Linked DNA regions of Sus scrofa: region 1 is linked to region 2. Evidence: chromatin contacts called from public HiChIP or PLAC-seq data. All regions are on one chromosome and are shown on one strand. The core of a region is the stretch at or near the end of the contact, and the rest is flanking DNA. Distances in the headings are between cores, read along the strand shown.

Region 1 (4,484 bases), core at 485-2,984, 72 kb after region 2:
TCCCCCGGCCTTGACCTTCTCAGGAATAACTCCCTGGTCCGCCCGGTTGCCTCAGCGGGGAATTGCAGACACCTCCCCTCTCCGCGGTGCCCCACCCCTCCAGCCTTCCTCCAAAGGACACCCCAGATCTGCTGATTCTCTCCGTTGCCAGAACCCACCCGCTCACCCACAGCCACGTTGTGTGTCACTGAGACAGTGGCAGTGGTTCCCTAACTGGTCCCCTTGTCCCTTCTTCCCTAGTCCACCCCGCCTCTTCTCAGTGCCACCGCCAGGATCCCATCACTGCCTTGCTCACCAGGCCTTCAGGATGCCCTTGCCTGGCCGCTGCCCGCCTCCCAGCCCCGCCTGGCCCCCTCCTGCTGGTCCTTCAGGGCTCCCTCAGACCATCGGTCCCAACCGAGGCCCTCTTCCCATGTCTCCCATAGCACGTTGTGCTCCAGTTACACATCCGCCACCCTCTTTAGATTTTCCGTCCGCCCCCGCCCCCGTGTCCCTGGTACCTGGCCCTAGTGAGCATGCGGAAGGTGCCCATTGGGTGGGTGGAGGCAGCATCCTCATTTCACAGAGCGGGCAGGGAACCCACCCCTGGTCATGCAGGTGATGGTGGCGGGACTGGGCTGTCTGGCTTCCCAGCCCATGCTCCCTGGTGCTGGAGCTCGGGGAGTGGGGATATCAGGCGACCTCCCCAGCTTGGCCAAGGTCAGTGGCTGTCCATTTAGTGTCCATTGCTTGGCAAGCCCAGCTGCAGGCCCCTCCTCTGCTGGCCAGCCCCTCCTGGATCACCGCTGGAGCCTCATGCCTGGTCTCCATGCTCGTAAATATCCACAGTTATGTGCAGACCTGATCTGCACCCCTTGGAGGAGTGGGGTGCGTGTTAACTGTGGGCTGTGACGTCATCACAGTATCACCTGCTGACACAGCCTGCAGGAGGGACCCGTCACTTGGAACTTCCTTTGTCCTGAAGGCCCACTGTATACATAACACACCAGTCATGTTGAGAGCCCAGGTCCGGCTGTGTGAAACCCCACAGGCTCTGGCCTCTGATGCTGGGTTTTACTCTGATATCCTTTCACTATTTCATTCGGTAAACCCCCCTCTAGAGCCGACTGTGTGCAGCTCTGGGCCAGATAGGAGCTCAGGATGCAGCCTCGGGTACAGGCGCCAGGTGCGTGTATTCTAGAGGAGGGACACAGGAGCCACGTCGGGCGGTGACGAGCACTGGGAGGAAAGTGATGGGGATGGAGAAGAGCGGGAGGGACGGGTGGCTCCTCCAGAGACACTGGTCATGGCGGTGACGTTTGGCGTGAGACCTGAGTGATGAGAGGGGCCAGCCAAGCAGGGAGCCGGGAGAGCGTCGGGCAGAGCAGGGCACGTGCTAAGGCTCCGAGGAGGAGGGTGCTGGGGATGACCGGGGGCCACCCGGGAGCAGGGGGGGCAGGGGGGTCTCGTGGAGCATGTGGGAAGCTGCCTTGAAAGGCCCTCACCCACAGGAGACGTCGGAGTGCGGAGCAAAGCAGAGGACAGCGCACACACTTGCAGGGCCGCCTGACGTTGTAATCAAATAATAGATGGACTGGATTAAGTTGGCTAAATATGCCACGAACTAGTTAAAAGTGACTGAGAGTTTCGAGGGTGCCCCATGGCCCCGGTCTGCTGCGCGGTAACATATGTAAGCGTTCAGATCTAAAGGCCATGGCTAAATAAAGCCAGGGTGTCTGAGTGCTTCCTCCCAGAAACGTTTCGCAGGGAGCCAGAGGCACTGGGCGCCGGCCCAGGTGCTGCCACTCACTCTCCTGTGACCTCGGCGGCTCCCTGCCCTCTTTCTGTCTGACTCTGCTCAGCTGTAAAGTGCAGGGGTGAGCGAGAGAGTCAGCAGGGACCCCCGGAGCTCTGACGTCCAGTGTGACTCCGTGGCCTAACATGTGGGGTGTCAGCAGCAGAACAGAAGAGGGGACGTTTTCCAGCAATTGGAGCTGCTCAGCAATGGAATGAGCTGCCATCCAAGGTAGTGAGTTTCCCGTGACTGGGAGTATTCAAACAAAGGCCAGAGGACCGCCTGTTAGGGATATTGTCAGCTCTTACCCATGTTCTGAGGCCCAGCCCACATGCCCAGGGTCCGAGTCATCACACAACACCCCCCACCAGAAACAAAGCTCTCCCCTCCTCGTCTCTGCTGAGGCTTCATTTTTACCTGCCTTGTGATTTTGAGCCTGAAGACATCCTGCCTTTGTTTTTTAGCTGTTGGAACATAGTTGAACTGGCGCTATACTAATGTGCTTCGGGAATCTAGAGGGTAGGAACTGTGTGTCACACACATACACGCGCGTGCACGCACCCACTCCTATTTATGCCCCATCCAGCCTGTACTTAGCAAGTTCTGCTCCACAGCAGGACGGTCTTCGAGAAGGTAGGACCAGACCGATGCTCGTGAAGCTGGCCCTCGGCTAGCCCCACTGGCTGCCTGAGAATTACCCACGTTTGCAAGCTCCCCGGGCGCCTCCCTCCAGAGTTTGGACTCAGCAGTCTGGGGGGCAGCACCGAAGCATCTGTCATTCGACAAGGTCCCCCTCTGATTATCACGCATGGCTGCTTGCACCACCTCCTGGCTAGGTTCCCTCCAAGGACAGTTCCTCTAGGGCAAGTTCTGGGCACCTTAGAGCAGCGTGTGAGGGGCTCTGTGATGTAGCTTTAACACGTATTTCCAGGCGTTGTGTCCTTGGCTTCTGCTTCGGCCACACTGGTCTATTTGCTGTCCCCGAACAGGCCTCGTGGTTTCCTCTTCTGCCGTGTTCCTACAGTCACAGCCTCCGTTGTTATAACCTCTTGCTCTTCCTCACCTATAAAAATCATTTCCATCCTGTAAGACCCGAGTCAACGCCTGCCTCCTTCGTTCCTCTGCCAGACTGGCTCAGCCTGTTGCTAACTTTTTCCTGTCAGGGGCCTGCATCTTCTCCTCGACGGTGTGTCTCCCTCTGCCAGGCCGAGCTGGTCTCTCTCTCACCTTCTCCCCGTTGACCAGGACTCACCGGAAGTTTCCTGGTGGTCTTGTGGTTGCAACTTGGCGCTTTCACCACAGCAGCCCAGGTTCAAGCCCTGGTCTGGGAATTGAGATCCCTCATCAGGCTGTTGCATGCCAGGCTCAAAAAACCAAAAAGCAAGGACTCGCTGAGTCCTGTGTTGAAGGCTCTGCACCAGGTTCCTAATGACCCATAAGAGAAAGGAGTCTGGGAGTTTCTGAAGTGACTCAGCGGTAATGAACACGACTGGTATCCATGAGGACGCGGGTTTGATCCTTGGCCTGCTCAATGGGATAAGGATCTGGCGTTGCCACAAGCTGTGGCGTAGGTCACAGATGCAGCTCAGATCTGGTGTGGCTGTGGCTGTGGCTGTGGCATAGGCCACAGCTGCAGCTCCACTTTGACCCCTAGCCTGGGAACTTCCATATGCCCTAGGTACAGCTCTAAAAAACAACAAAAAATTTTTTCTTAATTTTTTTTTAATTTTAAGAAAGAATAGAAAAATAAATCAGCCTCTTCTCCTGGGGGAACAGAGGCATCTGTGAGCTTGTGGCCCAGGGTCCCTGGCAGGTGAGTGCAAGGCGCTGGGCACCGTGAGGACCCCAGCAGGCTCTGGCTGGAGGTCGGGAAGGCTGCTGTCCTGACCCCTTTGCAGGAGAATGTCCTTCTTAGCCAAGACGGCCGTCTTCAGACTCTAGGGCCTTTGTACGCATCTGGTAGTTGGGGCGACAGTGGTGGCAGTCGTGGTGGTGACAATGACAGCGTGTTTCAATGCTCTTACACCCAAACCCGATGGCCTGGTGACTCCAGCATCTTTCCCTAGGCCCTGCTCCATGATGGCTCAATTAGGGGAGCAGGAGGACTGTGGTTCCCCATTCAGGCCAGCTTCCTAATTGAAAACACATTTTCTCCTCCAAAGCTGCAGCTGGTTTGGTTCTGCTCATGCAGAAAAGGATATAACCTTGCATAACATAGGAAATGAACGGTTGAGAGAGAAGCCAAATTCAATTTCAGTCAGATATGTTGAGGCGCAGCCCGTGATCTATGGAAGCAGGGGAGCGAGCCGAGTGCGCCTGGAGAGGGGCGCACTCAGCAGTCTATTCATCACGGCCGCCCGCCCGGCGCTGCCGCCGCCGCCTGTGCCACCGCGCCCGCCCGCCCGCGCCTCGGCCAGGGCTGGACCGCGGCCAAGCGCTCCAGAAGTTAACCTCTTAAAGACCCGGAGCTGCTTTCTGTTGAATAAATGTAATTTTGTGGTCAGAAATAAATGCTCGTGATGGAGCAGGAGCTTTGAAAACAGCAGCCAGCCAAAGCTATTACAAATTGCTCCGCGTCGGGGAAGTCAACGGCGTACATCAAAATTCCGAGGGTACGGCAAATTGATTTCGGCCCAGAGCTCTGCAGCTATTCAATAAAAGTCCTATTAAGCCATTGTTTGTAATGAACAATCCAGAGCAAATCTAATAT
Region 2 (5,097 bases), core at 68-2,567:
TGTTCTTTCACAAGCTTGCAGGTCTGTCCAGCGGCTCTGCCCCGGCCTGGCCTGCCCTTTTCCCGGCTGTGTAGTGGGCCTGCGCCTGGCTCCCTGGGTGCATTTAGCCAGGCTCCTCTCAGTGGAAGCTCAGGTTGCTTGTTATTTTAAGTAAACCATGTCTAATCACACAACATGACCGCTGGGCCACCCGCAGCTTCCTGCCAGAGCCTCCACTGTGCGGTGACTCAGGAGAGAACGCCTGTTTCTCCCTGGGTTCCTGGGCTCAGCCATTCCCAGGTGCGGGTGACCCCGGCCTTGTCAGAGGCCTGGGAGGGGCTGGTCCCCGCAGAGAGACACTGCCTCAGTCCCTCCCAGCGGCTCTTTGCAGAAAGGGGGCCGGAAGCAGCGGGGGTCCTTCGGGGGTAGGTGGGAGGCGCGCGCCAAGCCAGCTGGACCACAGCTCTGCTCTGCGTCTGGCCGGGCGGGACGGGAAGCAGACTCCTGCTTGTCCCAAGGCGGGGTCGATTAGCGCTAGGATGGCCTTAGCCACGAGCGAGGCACCCCAGACAGGGGTGCTAATTCCCTCAACCCCCCGGCCCCTGCTGGGGAGTAGAGAACAAGGTGGGAAAACACCTGGTGTCATGGTCCGGCTCACCTGCCCTGCTCACCTGCCCAGGGCCCCAAGAACCCCTGTCACTGTTCGGACCTCTCCTCTGCTTTCCGTGGGAGCCCGTGAACCCCCAGAGGAACCGGTGCTCTGTGCACCCCCTCCCTCCACAGGCGAAGGAAACGGGCCCCACTCGTGGGCGCATCTCAGCGGACTGTCAAACTGAGCCTTGCATCTGGGCCCGGGCCTTCCCACAGCGCTCCCGCCGGGAGGGCGGTGTTTGCACGTCTCCTCGGCCTCATCATCCTTTGCCACCACGTGTCTGTCTGTCAGCAATTCTGCTTTTGTTTTTAATAAAGCCTGTGCCTCTTGGTTGGTGCTCTGACTCCTCGAGGGGCCCGCTGGCTTCCAGTAGACCCCCGGGCCTCCCCAGGGAGCAGGCGGCCACGGCCGGGTTGCACCTGGGAGAGCCAGCCCCCCCCCCCCATGTCCTCCAGGCTCCTGCCTGGCAGATGAGATAAGGGGGCCCCTTTTCTGGATCGAGGTGCTGCAGTTTGGCCTGGGTAAGAGCACATGGGTTGAGGTCAGCCTTGCTTCTTCCAGTGCCCAGAGTTAAGACCAGATGCCCTGTGAGTGCAAAACAAGCTGCCGTCCTCACCCCCAAGGCGGCTTTGGCACTTCTTGTCCAGCTCGCAGTTGCCCAGAGACTGACAAGCCTTGGGGCAGCTGCCAGGTGTGAATTAGGAGGGGGATCGGGCGTGGCCTCTCCTGGGCACGCGGGGCAGGGCCACCGAAGGCCTGGGACTGCAGCCTGCTCCAGCCCAGGCCAGGCCCCCGTTCTGCAAGTTTGAGCTCCAGGATCTGTTTGCTTTCGACACATCCACTATCATTTAGATACAAAGCGTAACACGGCCGAAGTCCTTCAGTGGAATTTAGAGTTCGTGCCAGGAAAATAGAATAAATCAAAACAGTCATTAATAATTTTCTTTAAATTGTGAGTAAATTCCCTCTCTGCTGCGTTTTGTAAATTTTTTCCAGGAGTTAATTTACTGTTATTTAAAATTGCTCAAGAGCTCACGGATACCCTGTCTTTGTCGAGCGCCTTCTCTCTGCCGGGTGCTGTGGTCGGGGCTGGGGGACAGGGGACAGTCCTGCCCTCGCGGAGCTGACGTTCTGCCTGGGAGCGGGGTCCCCCGGGCGTGTCCTAAGGGCCTGATTCTGGCTGTAAGTGCTGAGAGAAGGAGGCTGGAGGGTGGAAGACACAGGCAGGATCCGTAGGATTCTTGACCCAGGGCCGTGGGCCAGAGGGAGGAGGCGCTGGCCTGGGCCAGACTCAGTAGGTCGGCGTGGCCCTGACCCGCTGGCACAGCGGCACGGTTCTGACTCTGGAGGTTGTGCCTGGGGCCCATGCCTTTCTTGCCTCCTTCCTGGGGTCGGTCTGAGTGACAGGAGGAGCTTTGGCTCTGTCTCCTCCAGCTGGGAACACCGGAGGGGAAGGGCTTGTCTTAGAGTCAAGCTGAGGCCTTTGCTTACTTAAAGCATGAGTTCTAGATCTTTCCCCATTGGGCCCGGGGGCGGGGGAGGGGAGGCACTTGGCAGGAGGCAAACAGAGGTGTGGGTTTGGAAGGGGCTGGCATTCTCTAGCACGACGTGTAGACCCGTGAGCAGAGCAGCTCCAGGACCTGAGAGCAATCGTGGGTGGCCGGTGAGCCGCCAGAAGCTCTAGGACAGAGTGGGGGCCGCTTAGGAGGAGGAGGTCTGGGGAGGGGTCAGTAGCAGCGGCTCTGCGCAGAGCAAGTGCTGGATTTAGAGTTCTGAGGCTAGGGGGCGGGGGAAGAGGGAGGGTCTCGGTGGTTGAGCCCCAAAGCCAAGGGCAGTACCAGGCCCATTTCACGTGTCCCCTGTGGGCATCTCAGGTGGGCCTTGACGTCTTAACTTTATGGAGAGAGCTTGCCCTGGGCTTTCAGCTGGATTCCAGGCTGGTTCCAGCCTGGGGAGGGCTGGGTGCGAGTCAGGTCAGCCCAAAGAGGCAGCTCTCTGGAGCAGTCTCCACGCAGGCTTGGCGGTGAGCAGCTGCAGAGCAAAGGAAACCCCAAAGGCATCGGCTGCATTGTCCCCGCCTTCAGCCAGGGGCACAGGGGTGGGGGGTGCTTGTGGGTGAGGGCGCCTGAAGAGCAAGGACTCGATTTTAGATGCTCTGGCAAGGCATCGAAACGTGGCTAACTTCCCTCCAAAGTAATCTCACTATCCTGGGAATGACCCCGAACTCGAACCTTTTCCCTACAAACCCTTTGGTTAGTGCTGGGTACAGGTCCACTGGTGCCGGAGGAGAGGAGCTGATCAGTGTGGGACGGACGAGCCCATGGAAGCCGATCGGCAGAGCCTGGGGCCTGGGGCTGCGATAAAGTCTCTGAAATTAAAAGAGAGATTTATCATTATTATTATTTTTTAAAGTGTACAGTGAAATAACTCAGTCTGTGGATGGAGCTCATTTGGGGAGAATCACATATTTTGACATCTGGAATTTTTTTAAACGGCAGCTTTTCAAGCCATAAATTAAAGACATTTGGACTAGACTGAGGTGACCAGCTCAGCCGTGACATCAGCCACACGGAAAGCGTGAAGACAGATTTGGGGTCGGCGAGGACCCCTTCACACAGTCTGGCCTCTACGGATTGCTCACCCCTCGCAGGAAAATACCTGTCTTTGCTTAGGGCCGCTGCTCAAGAAATTAATTGCGAATAATGTCTGTTGAGCTGCTCTCCAGCCAAAGCTTTCACATTGTGCCTCATCTGTAGAGAGACCTGAGCCGAGTTTTATCTCTGCGTCTTTTTGCTAAGTGTTCCCGCTCTGTTAGCAGAGCTATAATTAACTCGCAGGACGCCAGGCAGCCAGATTCGGCCAGGCGCCAAGAAATCAGCCCCAATTACTATATTCACATTGTCAGTAATGCCCACTTCACAGCTTCTGCTAATTTGAAATGGCAAGTTCCAACTTTCCATAGTAAAATTACCATTTTTGTACTATTCTATTACATGGTGATATGTGTCCATTATTTTGGCTATGTAAACTTGGTATTATAACGACAATTAGCTGTTGAGCATTTTCTAAAATGATTTACAATTACGTCTCTTCTGCGGAAAACTCACGTCCGCCCTGACGGAGTGAGCCGTGCATTCGGTCTGTGCCCCGGGTTGGCCTTAGGGATCCGCTTCCCGGAGAACGAACCGCGCAGGATTGTGTAATTAAGGTGAGCCTTGAAGATAAGGCACTGGCCTCCGAGGGTTGCCAGGTCGGTAGGTTTTCCAAGTTTAGGTTGGTCCGATCTCTTTATGAGAGCAGAGGCACGGCCCAGCCCCTCTGTCTCCCTGGGGTCCCTTGGGGCTGGTGCTCTGGTTGCTCTGCCAGCCAGCTCGTCCGAGCTGCGCCGTGCCAGCCCAGCCACCGAGGGTCTGGTCTGTGCCCCAGACGGGCAGGCCCGGGTTCCCTCTCTGACCTCCAGTCTGTGTGGTGGCACAGCGAGGTCCCCAGCATCCCAGGGAGGCTTGTGCCCGGGGGATCAGGCTTGCTGGCCTGACGGGGTGGTACGTTTTGCCCTTTTCAGCAAGGGTGTCAGGGTGCGGCCGGAGGACCAGTGGCCCAGCCGTTCCTGGCCTGCAGTAGATAAGCACAGAGCTTCAGAGCAGGCGTTTGGAAATGTTTGTGGCCTCTTGACATTTCAGTGACATCCAAGTGGTGCTTTCATTGCAGTTTATGAAACGACCAGTGGCCCGCCGGTTGGAGCTTTGGAACTCTGGCGCATCCTTCCGCAGAGATGCTCTGAGAGGCCTTGATCCCTGCTCACCCCGCAAGCCCCGCCTGGGTTGCATCATACCAGTTTACTTTGGGTCAGGCCGGCTGGTTTCTTCTTCCACTGGGCAGGGGCCTGCAGGGCACAGTCCCCGAGGGGAGGGGCTTCTGAAAGGAAAGGCAGGCAGGGAGAGACCGAGGACCCTCAGTGGCTGGCAGCCGAGGGACAGACCTGTCCGGGGGTGCTGGTGTCCCCCGAGCAAGGCCATCAGGACCTGGCTTCTCACTGGGGCCCCAGACCTTCCCTTTCACCTGCTGGCTGGGCGCCTGGACCCCACCTGCCTGCTTCCGAGATTTCCAGACCCTGCTGGGGAAGCTGGGGAGCAAGGGCCCAGGGACAGGAGGGCAGGTTCCAACCCCGGCTCCGTCTCGTCCGCCCCTGACCGGCTGTCACATCTCTGCCTCCTCTTTTGGCCAGGCACGCATGGTATCATAACGACAGTGAGTGGTTGAGCATTTTCTAAAATGCTTTACACTGAACATCTCTTATATGTAAAACGCATGTCTGCTCTGACGCAGGGAGCGGTGCCCGCCAGCCCGTCCGTCGGAACCGCGTCATCCCTTTGTAATGGTTAAAAGAAACTAGAGGATGTTGCGATACGTGAGCAATCAGAACTTCAGACTTCAGTGCCCATAACGTTTGTTTGTTGTAGTAAAAG

What was found. HiChIP or PLAC-seq counts read pairs in DNA pulled down with a chosen protein or histone mark.
Region 1: an H3K27ac HiChIP or PLAC-seq map of skeletal muscle shows a contact between it and region 2. The contact joins two enhancer-like sites. A contact is called at or near these places in 2 of 47 Hi-C or Micro-C datasets (heart right ventricle and liver) and 1 of 2 datasets of contacts at active chromatin or transcription factors (skeletal muscle).

Annotation. Positions count from the first base shown.
Region 1 is chr3:9,488,272-9,492,755 of Sscrofa11.1, forward strand. The region is part of intron 3 of CUX1 (protein CASP); the gene reads left to right. Among named protein-coding and RNA genes, the nearest start is that of CUX1, 170 kb to the left of the region's middle. Within about 2 kb of position 1,735, at least 6 of the 83 cell types and tissues checked have an H3K27ac peak or open chromatin away from gene starts, as enhancers often do. A contact at or near this core is called in skeletal muscle, where this site is marked.
Region 2 is chr3:9,417,089-9,422,185 of Sscrofa11.1, forward strand. All of the region lies in intron 2 of CUX1 (protein CASP), which reads left to right. Among named protein-coding and RNA genes, the nearest start is that of CUX1, 100 kb to the left of the region's middle. Within about 2 kb of position 1,318, at least 11 of the 83 cell types and tissues checked have an H3K27ac peak or open chromatin away from gene starts, as enhancers often do. A contact at or near this core is called in skeletal muscle, where this site is marked.